Linked DNA regions of Mus musculus: region 2 is linked to region 1. A link is a contact called in public promoter capture Hi-C data. All regions are on one chromosome and are shown on one strand. Each heading gives the region's core, a stretch centred on a gene start, on an enhancer-like site or on the middle of the called end of the contact. The rest is flanking DNA. Distances are from core to core; before and after follow the strand shown.

Region 1 (7,565 bases), core at 3,031-5,530:
CTCCTTCCCATGCCCCAAATAAACTTCATTTTATACTAGACCCATCATATGACTGGAACCTCAGGGGGAGATGCCTCAGCATGGGTCCACTAAGGAACCCCCTCCTGCATCACCATACTGCGTTTTAAAAAACCTATCACCTCTTGTCTGCTATTGAGGACCATAAAGGCCACTTCTATAAGGTCTCTTTGAAAGGTAGAGGGGCTGTTCTCTTTTCCGCTTTTTTTTTTTTTTTTTTGAGACAGGGTTTCTTTGTGTAACAGCCCTGGCTGTCCTGGAACTCACTCTGTAGATGAGGCTCCCCTTGAACTCACAGAGATCTGCCTGCCTCTGCTTCCTGAGTGCTGGGCCTAAAGGCATGCGCACCACATCCAGCCATGTCTTTGAATCTGTTGCCTACTACCAGTTTGCCAACAGAAAGCTAGGATGGAGATGTTGCTCTAATTTCCCTACTGTCGCTCAAGGTCAGGTTGGTATATTTAGTTTCTGATAAGTGTTAGGTCCAAAGCAGCCTCCCTCCAAGACTACTGTTTATTAGGAGACTCCCATAAATTACCAGGAACCTTCCTTAGTCCAACCCAAAGGTCGACTGCTTCAGGCAAGGACACTTGTTCCTGTTCTAGCTGAACAGCCTGTATTATTAGCTCAAAGACCACACCCTGCTGACTCTCCTACAATAAAATCTGCCTGCTTTCCCACCATTTTCTGCCCCCACCCCCAGCCCATCCTGGGAGATAGCCTTGACAGTTTGATTCCCCAGCAAATGGTTCTTTTTTTTTTTTTTTAAAGATTTATTTATTTACTTTATGTATGCGAGTATACTGTCACTCTCTTCAGACACAGTCAGACACACCAGAAGAGGGCATCAGATCCCATTACAGATGGTTGTAAGCCACCTTGTGGTTGCTGGGATTTGAACTCAGGACCTCTGGAAGAGTAGTCAGTGCTCTTAACTACTGAGCCATCTCTCCAGCTCCCAACCCGCTCTTTCTACCTATAGAGAGGTCTAGTGTGTGGTTTCACCACACCTGCGCATACAATAAGTGAGACTCCCTGGATAATTGCTTTGATTTGCTCAAGATTGGCCATCTTAAAGGCTTCCTGCCTACATGCCACCTTCCTGCCACAAGACAAATAATCACAAGGCCTTATTTGTGGAGATCATCTGAATTGGATTGTATTTCAATGAAGATGGGCCTATGGAACTGACAGAGCACCGACTATATTATGATATCTATCCTGGACACGAATCACATAGGCATGTGCCTGAGCTGCCCTCCAGATACACTCCCTGTCCTTGGGAGACACAGTGGAGGTCAGTGTGACACAAGTGTCAGGTTTGGTTAGGTTTAAGGACTGAGTATTAAATACTGAATATTGTCCTGATAGAGAAACTCTTGTCAGACAAGAAGCCCAAACATTTTTCTACTCAAGAGAGACCAGTGAGGAGGGAAGGGGGCATGGGCACACAGGGGGGCCTTGAGTCCAGCAACCTTGTGGAGTGGAAGAGAATTCAAGTGAGAGTGGTTATGTGGGGATGAAGGGAAGAGCAAGGAAAGGTTTGATAGAGGGATAGAAGGTGGGTTAAAGGCTGAGGCCAGACCTGGGGAGGATTGCCTGCCTAGCTGGATAGAGAGAGGAGAAGACTGGAGATATAGCTAGATGGGTAAGAATTTTGTTAAAAGATACACTAAAATTGATATTTGCCATGAAAAGATTTAAAAGTCTAATAGGCTGAACTACAAAACCAATGTAGAATGATTTAGCAATCTGCTATGAGCAAGTTCATTTAAAAAGTTAACTCTGGGCCTAGAGAGTTGGCTCAGCAGTTGAGAGCATTCTCTGCTCTTCCAGAGGTACTGAGTTTAATTCCCAGCAACCACATGGTAGCTCACAACCATCTGTAATGAGATCTGATGCCCTCTTCTGGTGTGTCTGAAGATAGGGATAGTGTAGTCATATTCATAAAGTAAAAGAGAGAGAGAGAGAGAAAGAGAGAGAGAGAGAGAGAGAGAGAGAGAGAGAGAGAGAGAGAGAGAGAGAGGGAGGGAGAGGGAGAGAGAAGAGGAGCAGTGGCTAGCATGAGGAAATTATTGCTAGAGGGAGGAATTGGCAGAGGAAAGGTCCTTAGATTATCATTGACCTTTGAATCTTTTTTTTTTTAAACAATTCTAGGAACTATAGAAAATGGTTTGAAATGCACCTGATTTTTTTGTTTTTTGTTTTGGTTTTTTTTTTTTTTTTTTTTTTTTTTTTTTTTTTTTTTTGAGACAGGGTTTCTCTGTGTAGCCCTGGCTGTCCTGGAACTCACTTGGTAGACCAGGCTGGCCTCGAACTCAGAAATCCGCCTTCCTCTGCCTCCCAAGTGCTGGGATTAAAGGTGTGAGCCACTACCACCTGGCATGACATACCTTTTTGAACCTCAACTTTGGCCTCAAAAAATTACCACCTGGGTGGTATTTGGATTGAAATGGTTGAGTTGATTTTGAACTACAAATACCTAAACAGATGGAGAATTAATACCCACTTATTTATATTTGCTACGCAATGGAAGTCCAGGGTTCTGGATAACGTGGTAAGGCCTGTTTAAGTGCTAATCCTATTTGACCTCCATAAAAATTTATAACAGCATATGTTTTGTAGTGGGTAAACCAGAAAGCAAAGGGACTATTATGTAATGCATCCAAGGTTCAAAGCCAGGTTTTGTTTTTGTTTTTTTTTTTTTGGCTCAATGTACTAATGTATTGTGGCTCTGCTGGTTAAGAAGGAAGAATTAAAGATCAAGAGGTACAGTGTGATGCCATCTGTGTATTGAGGTAGTAAAATAGTGCATATCGTAATTTAAATATTTGCTTCTGTTCATAAATGATGTCAAGGGATATTGATATTGAGGAGTGGAAACTATGTGAGGAATTGTAGGGTACTGAATATGTTGAAATGGTGATTTTTGAATTTTGAGGCATGTAAATTTTCTTAGAAATGCATTCAGAGATATTTATTTATTTATTTAGGGGGGGGCTGGAGAGATGGTTAGGAGCACTGGCTTCTTCCAGAGCTCCTGAGTTCAGCTCCCAGCAACCTGTGTACACATGGTGGTTCACAACCATGTATAATGAGATCTGACATCCTCTTCTGGTGTGTCTGAAGACAACAACGGTGTACTCATATACATAAATATCCATATACAAAATCTTTAAATTTATTTATTTATTTATTTATTTATCTATTTGCTAATTTATTTGAGACAGGGTCTCACCATGTGGCAATGGCTGGCCTGGAATTGGCTATATAGACCACGTTGGCCTGGTACTCACAGAGATGATCCATCTTTGCCTCCTGAGTGCTGATATTAAAAGCATGTTCCACTATGCCCAGTGAATCAGAGATTAAATTCTTAAAAAGAAAACATCAAAGAATAATGTTCCGGCTAGGTCTTGTCAGTTTGATCTAAGTTACCATTATCTGGGAAGAGGAACTTCAGTTGAGAAAATGTCTTTGTTAGATTGCCTATATACAAATCTATAGGGCATTTTCTTGGTTAATGATTGATGTGGGAGAGGCCAGGCTCACCAGGATGTGGTGTGACCCCCTAGGGGATCCTGGATGATATAAGAAAGCAGGCTGAGCAAGGCATGAGGAGCAAACCAACAATCTGTGTTTCTCCAAAGCTTCTCTGCTTCAGTTCCTGCCTTCAGGTTCCTTTGAGTTCCTGCCCTGACTTCTCTCAGTGATGGTGTGTGACCTGGGAGTTGTAAGCCAAATAAACCCTTTCCTCCCCAGGTTGCTTTTGGTCATGGTGCTTTTATTATAGTAATAGAGCCATTTACAAATTTAAAAAGTAAAATAAAAACTACACAGGAATTACATAAGCTTATAGAACTCTTTAACTTTATAATGCTAGTGATCTTGTTCCCTTTAATGGGTGGAGTAGGGACCGGTGTTGCTCATGTGCTGGGAACATAATGGGTGCCTGGCATGTGCATTTTTCTCAACTGTCGGGTTCAGCACACTGTAAACATACATTTCAACCAGAGCGGACCTATTTGCCTTGGAGGAAAAACGAGAGACTAGGAGCACTTCCAGCACAAAAGACTGCAGTTATCTAGTTGCACCGCCGACTAGCACAGCGCGTGCGCGGTCCAGAACTCAGCGCGAAGAGGAGGTGTGACAGCTGGCGCCTGCGCAGTAGCAGCCCAGGGAGGCGCCGATCACGGCACATGCGCGGGGAGTAGAAGGGGGCGGCACCGGTGGATAAGGGGCGGGCGGAGGGCGGGAGCCGCAAGGGAGACAGGGCGGGCCGAGGGAGCGGCGCCGTGGGGTTGGCTGTTGCCCTGAGGCCGGACTCAACGGACCGGGCCGCGCCACCGGGCGAGCTCGCCGCCCGGCCCCAGCCCGGAGCCAGCGAGTGAGCGAGGCGGTGCCGCGCGGTAAGAGCCGGGGCAGGGTCTTCTCCGCTTGTGCCGCGGGCACGTTCGTCTCCTCAGCGCCGCCCGCGCGGCCAGGCCCGGGCGGCCCCGCAGACCCTGGCGGCCCCGCGCCTGCGCTGTCCCCCCTCGTCACCCCCCCCATCCCCAGCCATCCCGCGCCTGCGCCGTCTCCTGCCCGGGCGGACCTCACAGCTTGCCCCGCAGATCCCCCGGGAACCCAGGCTGGCGTGGTACCCAGCTGGCTGGGGGTCTCATCCCTGCGGAGAGGCTGGGTGCGACCCTGGTGCTTGTGTTCCCTGTGGTGTCGGGAGAGACCGGGCATTCATCCTAGTTCCTTGCCCTGGGCTGGGACAGGTTGCCTCCCCATCTGGTGCATTGAGGGTGGGGAGCAGGAGCGGAGGTCCCCCGAAGGCTGCGCCCTGCAGTGTTAGGACCTGGCTGTTGGAAGCTGGCAGTGTTCTTTATTCTTGAGACTTGGCTAATTATGTCAGATTGGATGTGGATGTTTCTGTGTGTTGTTGAAGAAATGCTGCATTTTCATTAGAGGCGTGTGTGTGTGTGTGTGCATTTTCATTAGAGGCTTGTGTGTGTGTGTGTGTGTGTGTGTGTGTGTGTGTGTGTGTGAGAGAGAGAGAGAGAGAGATAGAGAGAGAGAGAGATAGATAGATGGTGGCGATACCCCAGAGAACACTAGAAAAGAAATCGGTTTCTGGTGGGCTTAGCCGCCTAAAACCAAACAAAAATTTCTGTGATCATTCAAATGCAGGCATCCTTGATTTTTTGTTTTGTTTTGTTTTGGGTTTTTTTGTTGTTTGTTTTTTGTTTTGTTTTTGTTTTTGTTTTCACTCTCTTGAAGATCAGTCCTAAAGTGCGGCGGGGTGAGGGGGCACCCTTTGACTGTCATGACAGAGAATCGTAAAGTTTGGCCTACACCTGTAATCCCGAGGCCAAGGCTGGATGAGCTCCAACTGGGCTGCAGAGTAAGGCCTTGTCTCAAACTACAAACAAAAACAAAACAAAAAACAAATCGCGGAGCCCAGGAAGGCTTCTTGTCATTCAGGAAGCTAAATCTTGAGGTGAAATCAGCTGTGGACTACAGGCAACAACAGTTCTATCTAAAGGTTTGGAATGAGGCACCAGCGTTGTTGCATAGGCATTAAAGGCACCGTTCGGTTGGTCCTCTTTCAATATGTCAGGAATGGAAAGAGTTTGAAAAGCAATACGCCTGTGCTGAATTCTGTACAGACTCTTTTTTTTTTTTTTCTCTTGTCCTTTCCTTGTACTGGGATAATATAAGCAATTGACGATGGAAGTGTACTTGAGGGTTGAGTCGTATATGGATAACTTCACTCTCCCATCTTTGGTATTAAGGGCATGGAATATGGCTAGATAAGTGTTTTATAGCTAAGCTATATCTACTCCCCAGCTTGATAAAAATTGAAGTAATGTCTCAAAATATCCAACCAATATAGAAGGGGATATGGAGAAAAAAGTATGTTGGTCTCGTTACATTTTCTTTCCTATTGAGAAAGAGCTGATGCCCCCTTCCCTTTTTCCCCCTTTTAAAAATGTCTCATTTTCCCTTTGGATCTAGTGTACACCAAATAGTGTCCTAACCTTTTGAAATTTTAGATAGCTTGAGAATGCTTTGTATGCTTGTCTGTGTATATCCCAGGTATGTAGGAATCTTCTTGACATTTTCAGCAAGAAAGTGATTTTTTTTTTTGTACCATAGAAAAGCAGTATGAAGGTGTCTTTGTATCATTCAAAATATCAGTGTCAGATGCAGAGAGGAGAGTAATTATAGCTAAAGTGAAATTTGCTCAGGGTGTGTACCTACATCTTGTTTTCTTGACATGTGACTTGTGAAGTAGAAATTGGCTTTCTGACTGACTTGACAGAGCTCATTGTTCAGATGACTCAGGTATCGAAAAAGGTCAAAATTCCTATGAGGGTCGAGTTTTCTTATATACAGGACTTGCTGAATAACTGTATGTCTATTTAAATCACATGTCTAGCTTGCACAAAGTATTACTGCAGACATCTCACCTTGATAGAGGAATGATGACAGTGTAAGGGGTTGAGAGAGTTTCCTTTTCTTTTTGGCCTCATGGCTTTGGGAAAGTAAGCTTTTCTGGACCTGTTTCTCCATTCTGTGCTTGCACACAGAGGAGCTTCAGGAGCTATTTCAATATTAAAGAATCCTTATCTACAGTTTTTAGCCAACGATGATATTGTAGTTTCCTTCTCAAAAATTTGGGTGATGAGGCAGGCTGTATAGTATGTCTGAGATGATTAAATCTGAGATACCCTAGGGTAAAAGAATTTGAGTAGGTGTTTATGTCATAAAAACTAGGACAATGTTGGGAGTTTTGATGATACTGAAGGTATTAAATTTAAAGGACTGTCATTTCTAAAACAAAACAAAAACCATTCATTTTCTTGGTGCTAGGGGCTGAAGAGTTGGCTTAGCAGCTAAGTACATTTGTTGCTCTTATGAAGGACCTGAGTTTGGTCCCCAGCACCCACATACATAGTGCCTCACAACCGTCTGTAACTGTAGATACAGGGGACCCAGCACCTTCTATAGGGCAGCAAGCATGCATGTAGTGTACATATATACATTCATGCAAAACACTCATACACATAAATAAGTTTCATATTTCAGCATCTAGTTAGACATGATTTTTACAAGTTTGTAGTTTAAGTTGTATTGGAGGTTGAGAAAGATTGCTTATGTGTAGTAGTTTGAGGCCAGTTGTAGCAATGTAGGTAGGTAGGCTCTATTAAAAAAAGATTAAACATCATTTATGATGGTGATACCAAATGATGATTTATGGTCATTGCAAATGTAAATACAAGAGAGCATATTTACTGTGAGTTTAGAAGTAAAGAGCCTAAAGTCTTGTTTTGTTGTTACTGTTAGTGAGGCTAAGACAAAATTTCTAGGCTGTTGCTTTTAAAAAGATTCAAATACAGCTGCCTGGCTTGGTGGCACATGGGGTTCCAGACTGCATAGAGAGACCCTGTCTCAAAAGCCAAAAAAAAAAAAAAAAAAAAAAAGAAAGAAAATTCCTGTTATGATTATCCTTAAAATGTAGTTCTTGGGCTGAGGCTCAGCGGGTAAGTGAAGAAAGG
Region 2 (7,565 bases), core at 2,067-4,566, 2.2 Mb after region 1:
AGAAAACTGACTCTCTGAGCCTTCATCCTAACCTTGACCACTTCCCTAATGAATGCATAACTTCACTGACTATAATCTTCAGAAGTTGCCTCTAGAAAACCTCCTAGCTATTTAAACAGCATTCTCTGGTCCTTTGTATTTACATGGCTAATCACAGCACTCAAGGCACTAAAATCCAGTTCTTAAATACAACTTACTGATAAAGGAATTTTGGATTAAAACTTATGAGCAGGTCTTCCTTGTGCCCCTTGTATAAATAAGAATCCTGCTGTTACACTGTTAAGGAAAACTTCAAAGCACTATATTTTAAAAGCTGAGCCTAATGGCACGGGTCCATAATTCCAGATACTGGGGAGCCTAAGGCAGGAGGACTGAAAATTTGAGGTCTCCCTGGGCTGCATATAGATTGAGTTCAAGGCCAGCCTGGGGCAGCTTAGTGAGTTGCCTCGAATGTCCTAGGCTCTTGGTTCACTCCAAAGTACCAAGAAAAAAAAAACTATATTGAAATATACCACAACTATACACACACACACACCACCACTACTGAGACAATGTACAAGCCATACACAATAACATCTTAGATAACTGAGCAGTAGGGTACAGACCTTTTGGATGTATTATATACACATGCATTGCTTGTCTTCCTGGATGTATTATGTACACACTTACGTTTTTTAAACCTACAAGCAAAATTTTTCCACTTTGGTAAATACAATTTTATCTTTAAACGCTAACTCTTAAAGTGATTAAGAAGGCAAACTGTCAGTAGGTTCTTGTACTGTGCTGTGGAGGTCAGCGCTGTAGCTCCAGAGGGGAGGTCTAGCACGTGACCAGTTAGAGACTGTTCACTCACTGGACAAGATGGGTTTAAAGGATTTTTTTTATTCCAAAAAATTCTAAAGCAGTTTAAATGCTTTACGGCACATAAACTTACAAAGAAGTGAATTTGCCTATGAGCCAAGATGTGCTTTCAGGATGATGTTATTTCTTGGTAGCTAATCTTCCTGTCTGGGCCTACCAGCAATGACTGAATGGACACATCATGGAAGATACGCGTCATCAGTTTCTCTCTTCAACAATGTCCTTGCAGAAAGGTCTCCTTTGCTCCTTCCAACTGGAGCGTCACAGCTGACGTGGAAGTAGCTGAGTGTGCCCAGTTTCTGAAACCCCTTGACATCTAACAGGCATGGAGAACACATTCCTTTCAAAGCCTGTGGACTCCACCTCCCCACCACTGTGGGATCACAGCACCCAGCCCAGTGTGTCTCATCCACTATTTATCAAGCTCCTGTTGTGGAGGCCCATGCTGTGAATCTGCCCCTTGGAGGATCCTGTACCAAGGGACCATTAATTCTCTCATTCCAAAAGGAGCTGTCCCAACCTACCTTCTGCCTCCTTTTTTTTCTCTCTTTCCCTCCAGGGAACTGTCTCAAGGAAGAAGGGTAAAGAAGTTTCATCCATCCCCGGAGAAAGAAAAAACAAAAAACAAAAACAGCTGGCTTTTACAAACAGTTTTGTCTTGAGACAAAAACAGGTTTGGAAAAATGCAGCTTCCTTTCAAAGGAACAAAGAGGGTTAATACATTATTCCTATTCTCAGTAAAAACTAATGTTTGATCATCTTAATTACCGCACCTACCAGTAAAAAGACCAAGTTTGCTATCGGGCTTCTTTTCGTTATACTTCCAGAATGGAATACAATAAATGATTTTCAAAAAAAGAAAAAAAAAAAGGATGCCCTCATCAGAAGTAACCCAAACCTGCTAGGTGAAAACACTGACCTCCAACCAGACACTCCAGTGCGGATATCCCCCTCATAAATCCCGAACGGAACACTTTTCTGGTCCTCCAAAGGCGACTCCGGCGCCACTAGTCTAGCGTCCACAGCCCCATCTGACATTTCCCTTGCACACAGACACCACACAGTGATTTTCCTCTTGCCTATGTGTGCGCGTCAAAATTCACCTCCAACCCCTAATGTCCCAGATGGCTCCCACAAACAGCAGACGCGCTGGGTACTCGCGCTGGGTACTCGGAACTTCGTCTCCCAGGCGCTCGGCGCCCATGTGGGCTCTGAGCCCTCGGAAGGGGCATGGACCACCAAAAAAGCAGCCTGCCTCACCTAGGTTACGGTGTCCACCCCGTGGGAGCGCAGTGTCTCCTTTGCAGGACACAAGATGCTCTCACTGGGCGTAGCTTTCCCTCTGTGGGATATAGGGTTAGGGTCTCCCTCCTCGGAGTTCAGAGTATACTCTGCAGGGCACAGGGTTCCCTCCCTGTGCCCTTCCTCTGGGCGCCGTCTCGCCTCTGCGGAGCACATGGTCCCTTCTGCAGGGCACAAAGTCCCCATCCCCTGGTGCAGCTTCCTCTCCTCAGAGCACAGGGTTCCCACCCCCCAGCCTGAGCTTAGCCTCCCTTCTGCTAGGCACTGGTCCCTTCTGCAGAATACAGAGCTCAACCTTTCCTCTACCAAGCACATGGTCCCTTCTGCAGGGCACAGGGTCCCCATCCCCGGACACAGATTCAGAGTGACACAGGGTGTCTCTTCTCAGGGCGCAGCTTTCCTTTTGCAGGGCACAGGTCCCCTCTCTAGGATACAGGGTCCCCATCCCCGGACGCAGCTTTCCTTCTGCAGGGCACAAGGTCCCCCTCCCGGTGTGCAGTGTCCCCTGTGCTGGGTAAAGGTCCCTTCCCGGGGTACAGGGTCCCCTCCCCGGAGCACAGGTCCCCTCCGCCCGGTACACCATTCCCCTCCCCGGGCGCAGTCTCCTCTCTGATGGGCACAGGTCCCCTCCCTGGAGTACAGGGTCCTCTCCGCGGGCACAACCTCCTGTCCGAGAGGCGCACGGTCGGCTCGCCGCGGCGCAGCGCATCCCACGCGGACGCGGCGCCTCCAGGAGCGGACGAGCCGTCCTGGGCGCAGCCTCCTCCTGCAGCGCAGCGCATCCAAGAGGACCGCGGCCCGCCCTCCGCGCGCCGCCCGGGATGCGCCAGGGACCCCGCAGCTCGCCGCGGGCCCGGGCCCCGCACCATAGGGTCTGGGGTCGGTGGTCAGGTCCGCGGCCGCCGGCGCTGCGCGGCCTCAGCCACCTGCCCCGCGCTTACATAAACGCGGCCGCCCGCGTCCCCGCCGCCTTACCTCCGCTCACGCTGCGCCCGCGGGCTGCCGGCGTCTGGCTCTGGGCGCTGCGGCGGCCTCGGCTAGCCCCGCGGCCCCAGCTAGGAGCCCCTCGCCGCCGCCTCAGCCTCAGCCACCTCAGCCTCAGCCGCTGCCTCAGCCTCTGCCTCTAGCCTCGGCGCCGGCGGCTCCGCCCCCTCGGCTCGCCCCGCCCCAGCCGCCGCAGCCGCGCGCGCGTGCTCGCTTGCAGGGGTGGAGCCAGCGCTCCACGCTGACGTGCGCGCCTCCTGCCCGGAGCCGACGTCCGGACTCGCTCGCGGCGGCGGGAACTGCGAGGGTTAGCGGTTAGAACCAAAACAGGTCGTGCGTCGCTAGGGAGACTCGAAGCGGAAGGGAGCCTCCGACACGCACCGAGAAGATCGACGGGGGCGGGGTTCTCGAACTCGCGGGCAGGAGCCTCGGATGGGACCTAAGGGGACAGGTGGGACCAAGGATCCTAGAGATCCTGTGGGATCTGGGAATGGGGCAGGGAAAATCAGAGCGAAGCCACTGAAGTGCGACTGTGACCGCCGCTTGAAGACCTACTACACCCCGTACGTGGTACCCTGGCATCCCGCAAGAATCGTCCCTGGGCCTTCGTCCAGTTTTGAGAGCTGGCCCTGGCCACTGACACCCACCTCCGTAGACCTTGAAAATAAGTAGGGAGAGGAGCAGGGACATGATTTTGTGAAGCAGGGTGTCTACTGGTGGTCACTAGAAATGATGGCCGGTTTTTAACCTAGACCCCAGGGTCAAGTTCAGGCTCTGCCACCTCTTAGGCATACCAGATGTGTCTTGTGCTTGCATTGTCTGTTTCCACGTTTGTTTAAAAAGAAAAAGGTCTAGTAAAAGACAAGTGCAGGTAGGTAAAGTACTGTGTCGAGCATCCAAGATGTGGTCAACAACTTGTGTGGTTCCTCGCCAGATTGTCTTAACCTGGGGTGCTATGCCCAGAACGGGGCCTGGAGAGGTCCAGAATCGGAAGCATGAACTGACCACAGGAGTAGTGTTGTAGCCGGTCCACATCTGCTTCCATCACAAAAACATGTCCTTTGGACCAGCTAGCCACTCAATGAATTCTTCAGCCTGCCTAAAAGGTGGGCACCAGGCAGTGCCTACGGGTGCACTTGTTGGCAAGTAAGTAGAGATCATCACTCTTGGAACACCTACCAGGATGTCAAGCTTCACATACAAGTATGTGCACAAGGACAAATGTGTCTGTTTCTAGGTATCACACTACCCCAGAACTTAGTAACTTAAAGTCATGGTTTGTAAGTCTGATGAATAGCAGCTTTTATGCAGTGTTCAGCTGGTTTGGTTCATCTCTGCTTCATAGATGACCTCACTCCCTTATGTCATGTGTTACCTACTGTTAGTAAGCTAGCTCTCGTTGCTTCTCATAATGGCTGTGGTTTGGCCACAAGAGAGCAAGTTCCAGCCTTTTCATCCCCTGTGCACATCACCTGTGTTCCTGTGACTCATTGACTGAATTGAAGATGCTGATCTGACACAAGTACATATGAGAGACAGAGATCTGGACAAAGGAAGTATGCTCATCTGAGATGGTCGCTTTGATAGATCTTTGGTTCATTGTGGATTGTTACAGCAAAAACAGAACTCTGCGGTCTCAACCAGGATTAAGTGGAATGACCTTCTTTCTCTGCTGTGTACACTGCCAAAAAAACTAGCTTGAAGTGAAGATAACAGAGCACATAAACAGAAGCTAGAAAATGACATTTTGACAGCCTCCAGGTATCTGTCTGGTGGTGTCATATGCATGGATGGGTTAATTGGCTAGAAAGATATCTTCATCTTCATAGTCTGGAAGTAGAACAGGTCAGGATGCCAGAAAATAGCATAACTGGGAGGCAGTTCAATGTAAGGAGCAGGTATGTTGGACTTGAACTTTGCAAACCCACTATGACACATAGCTGTGAAACTGGACAGATCATTCCATCTATAGGAAAGATGTTGATCCACCTGAAATCTGGTCCATCACTGGTGACCAGAAAGACTTGATGGCGGAGTCTTAGGAATCATAACACATACAAATGTGAATTGGGATATATATATATATATATCAGTAGTTCAGGAGTCGCCACACAAACCACATGAACACCGATTCAGTCAGGTTGGTTTATTGAACACACACCTAAAGACTGATCGACCAGGGCAACAGCTCAGGCTTGAAAGCTAAAAAGCTGTGAGCTGGACATTTCTCAGGGCCAGCTTACAAAGGCTAAGCCCACAAAAACCACAATGAGCTCATACACAGGTGCTGGAAGTGCTTGCCTGGTGGTCAGCCCTGACTCAAGCCATTTTAGACATAACAGCTCATATTGAACTTTAATTTGATGGGTCCTAAGTGAAGCTTATGGCTGTGGAATTTCTTAAAATTAACAAGCCTCATAACATACAAAACATAACAGGGTATGTGGTCTGGTCAGTATGACCCTGCTCTGAGTCAAATTATTTTTTTGCATCAATGACTACCAGGGATATTACAGCAACAATATGAAATAGCTGGCAAGCATGGAGCAAAATGGCTATAGCTATGCTGGGGGCAAGTCTCAACAATATCCGTGTGTGTGTGTGTGTGTATGGCTATATAGTTTATTGAAGGAAATAGGAGGCCTGTGGTATTTGAGCGGTTCCTTTAGCATGAGTGAAGATGGTAGTGAGGGTGCCCAAGATGGAGGAAAGAGTATTTTCACCTCAGGAATTAGAACTGCTGCCAGTGTTCCTGTGGAGTTATACTGACTACCTCCCTTGACTCTTACACCCTCCCTCAAATACCAGGAGGTGAAATAAATTGGATGATTAAATCACACAGGGGATTGACAGATCTGTGGCCCGCTTTTGTGCACTTCACAACCTAAGAAATTATTCTACAGTTCGCATTGTAATGAGGGGTGAAATATGCAATGGGCTTATGTGATATACAAAGCTTAAAATATTCGCCATCTGGCCCATTATATTAAAAAAAAAATGAGCCAAGTAGGCTCTACCTTTTGGAGTTGGGAGTTAGATCAGCCCCCATCAAAGTGTGTGGGCTTCTAGGGAAGGAAAAAGTAAACAGCAGCACTAGTAGTAAAGAGCAATGGCTGATGGGTACCAGCATCAGTGCTAACCCAGGGTCCCAGATTGGATGCAGAGAGCTTAAGTCAGGTGGCACTGCAAGGAATTATTTTGGGAAATAGCTGTCAGTAAGACTAAGGAGGGATGGACTGACCGCCACAGCCTGAGGGGGGAAACCCACAAGAAGGACTGCCATCTGGTGCTGGGGAAGATGATGGTAAGGTAAGTGTTGCAGTGGGAGTGGCGGGGGAGGGGGGAGATAGAGGCCCTTTAGGCTCTGTTGAGTGTGCAAGTCTGTCAGATGCTCAAACAGTATCAGGAAGGCAGATAGCAACACAAGAGAAGAGAGTCAGAAGGAGGACATCCATGGAAGACCCAAGGAGGTAGAAGAGGTCACCAACCACCTAAAGAGAGTGGAGAGAGGAGAAAAGAGAAGCTAGGACAAAGGAGGACCCCAGAAATAAGCCAACAAAAGAAAAGATGAAAACCCACTGGGTTTGAAAACAGGAGGTTAGAGTGACCTTGAAGATTCAGCCGTGTATTGGGGATGCTATTATCTACAAAGAGAAAAACTTCAAATCCCATGCCCCATTTTCTTTTCTTAAGTTTTATTTTTGTGGTGCAGATCAAACTCTGGGACCCATGGAGCATTCTACCACTGAATCACTCTCTGACTTCAAAACTTAAGAAGAATAACAAGTATAGACTAACTTCACTAATAAAATCCAAAATTATTACAGAGCCAGAGGGAAGCACTCAGCAAACCAAACTCCAGCCACAAACAATGGCGTGTTCAAATTACATATTTTCCCAAACCATGACTTTGTGTTCACATGTTTACATGGGGCAGCATTGTATCATCTCGGGAGCTTCAGAGAAGGATTTTTGAGAAGCCAACCTTGGATCAAGCCCATAGTGCTAGCAATAAATAGGCCAAGGCAGGAGGATCAATTCAAGGCTGAGGATAGAATGGGCTACAGAATAAAACCCTATCTCAAAAGGGGGGGTGGAGATGAGAATACAAAGCTTCTAATAAAATCCAGCATTGTTTCTGTTTGGAGAAACACTCTTAGAAAAAGTAAGACCGGGCGTGGTGGCGAATGCCTTTAATCCCAGCACTTGGGAGGCAGAGGCAGGCAGATTTCTGAGTTCAAGGCCAGCCTGGTCTACAAAGTGAGTTCCAGGACAGCCAGGGCTACACAGAGAAACCCTGTCTCGAAAAACCAAAAAAAAAAAAAAAAAAAAAAAAAAAGAAGAAAAGAAAAAAAGAAAAGAAAAAGTAAGAAGAGAGCTTCCTCGGTTCCAGGAAAGTTATATTAAGACTAAGCAGT

Evidence for each region. Promoter capture Hi-C pulls out the DNA fragments that hold promoters and counts their contacts.
Region 2: a promoter capture Hi-C map of pre-B cells shows a contact between it and region 1, with 4 times the contacts expected there. The contact joins the promoter of Adarb1 here to the promoter of Specc1l in region 1. A contact is called at or near these places in 2 of 39 promoter capture datasets (liver and pre-B cells).

What each region holds. Positions count from the first base shown.
Region 1 is chr10:75,207,793-75,215,357 of GRCm38.p6, forward strand. Specc1l (sperm antigen with calponin homology and coiled-coil domains 1-like) reads left to right here and starts at 4,281. Exons shown (of 16, transcript NM_153406.3): 1 at 4,281-4,427.
Region 2 is chr10:77,414,957-77,422,521 of GRCm38.p6, forward strand. It overlaps Adarb1 (adenosine deaminase, RNA-specific, B1), which reads right to left and starts at 3,317. Exons shown (of 11, transcript NM_001024837.2): 1 at 3,139-3,317. It overlaps Gm17769 (predicted gene, 17769), which reads left to right and starts at 3,420. Exons shown (of 1, transcript NR_027377.1): 1 at 3,420-5,983.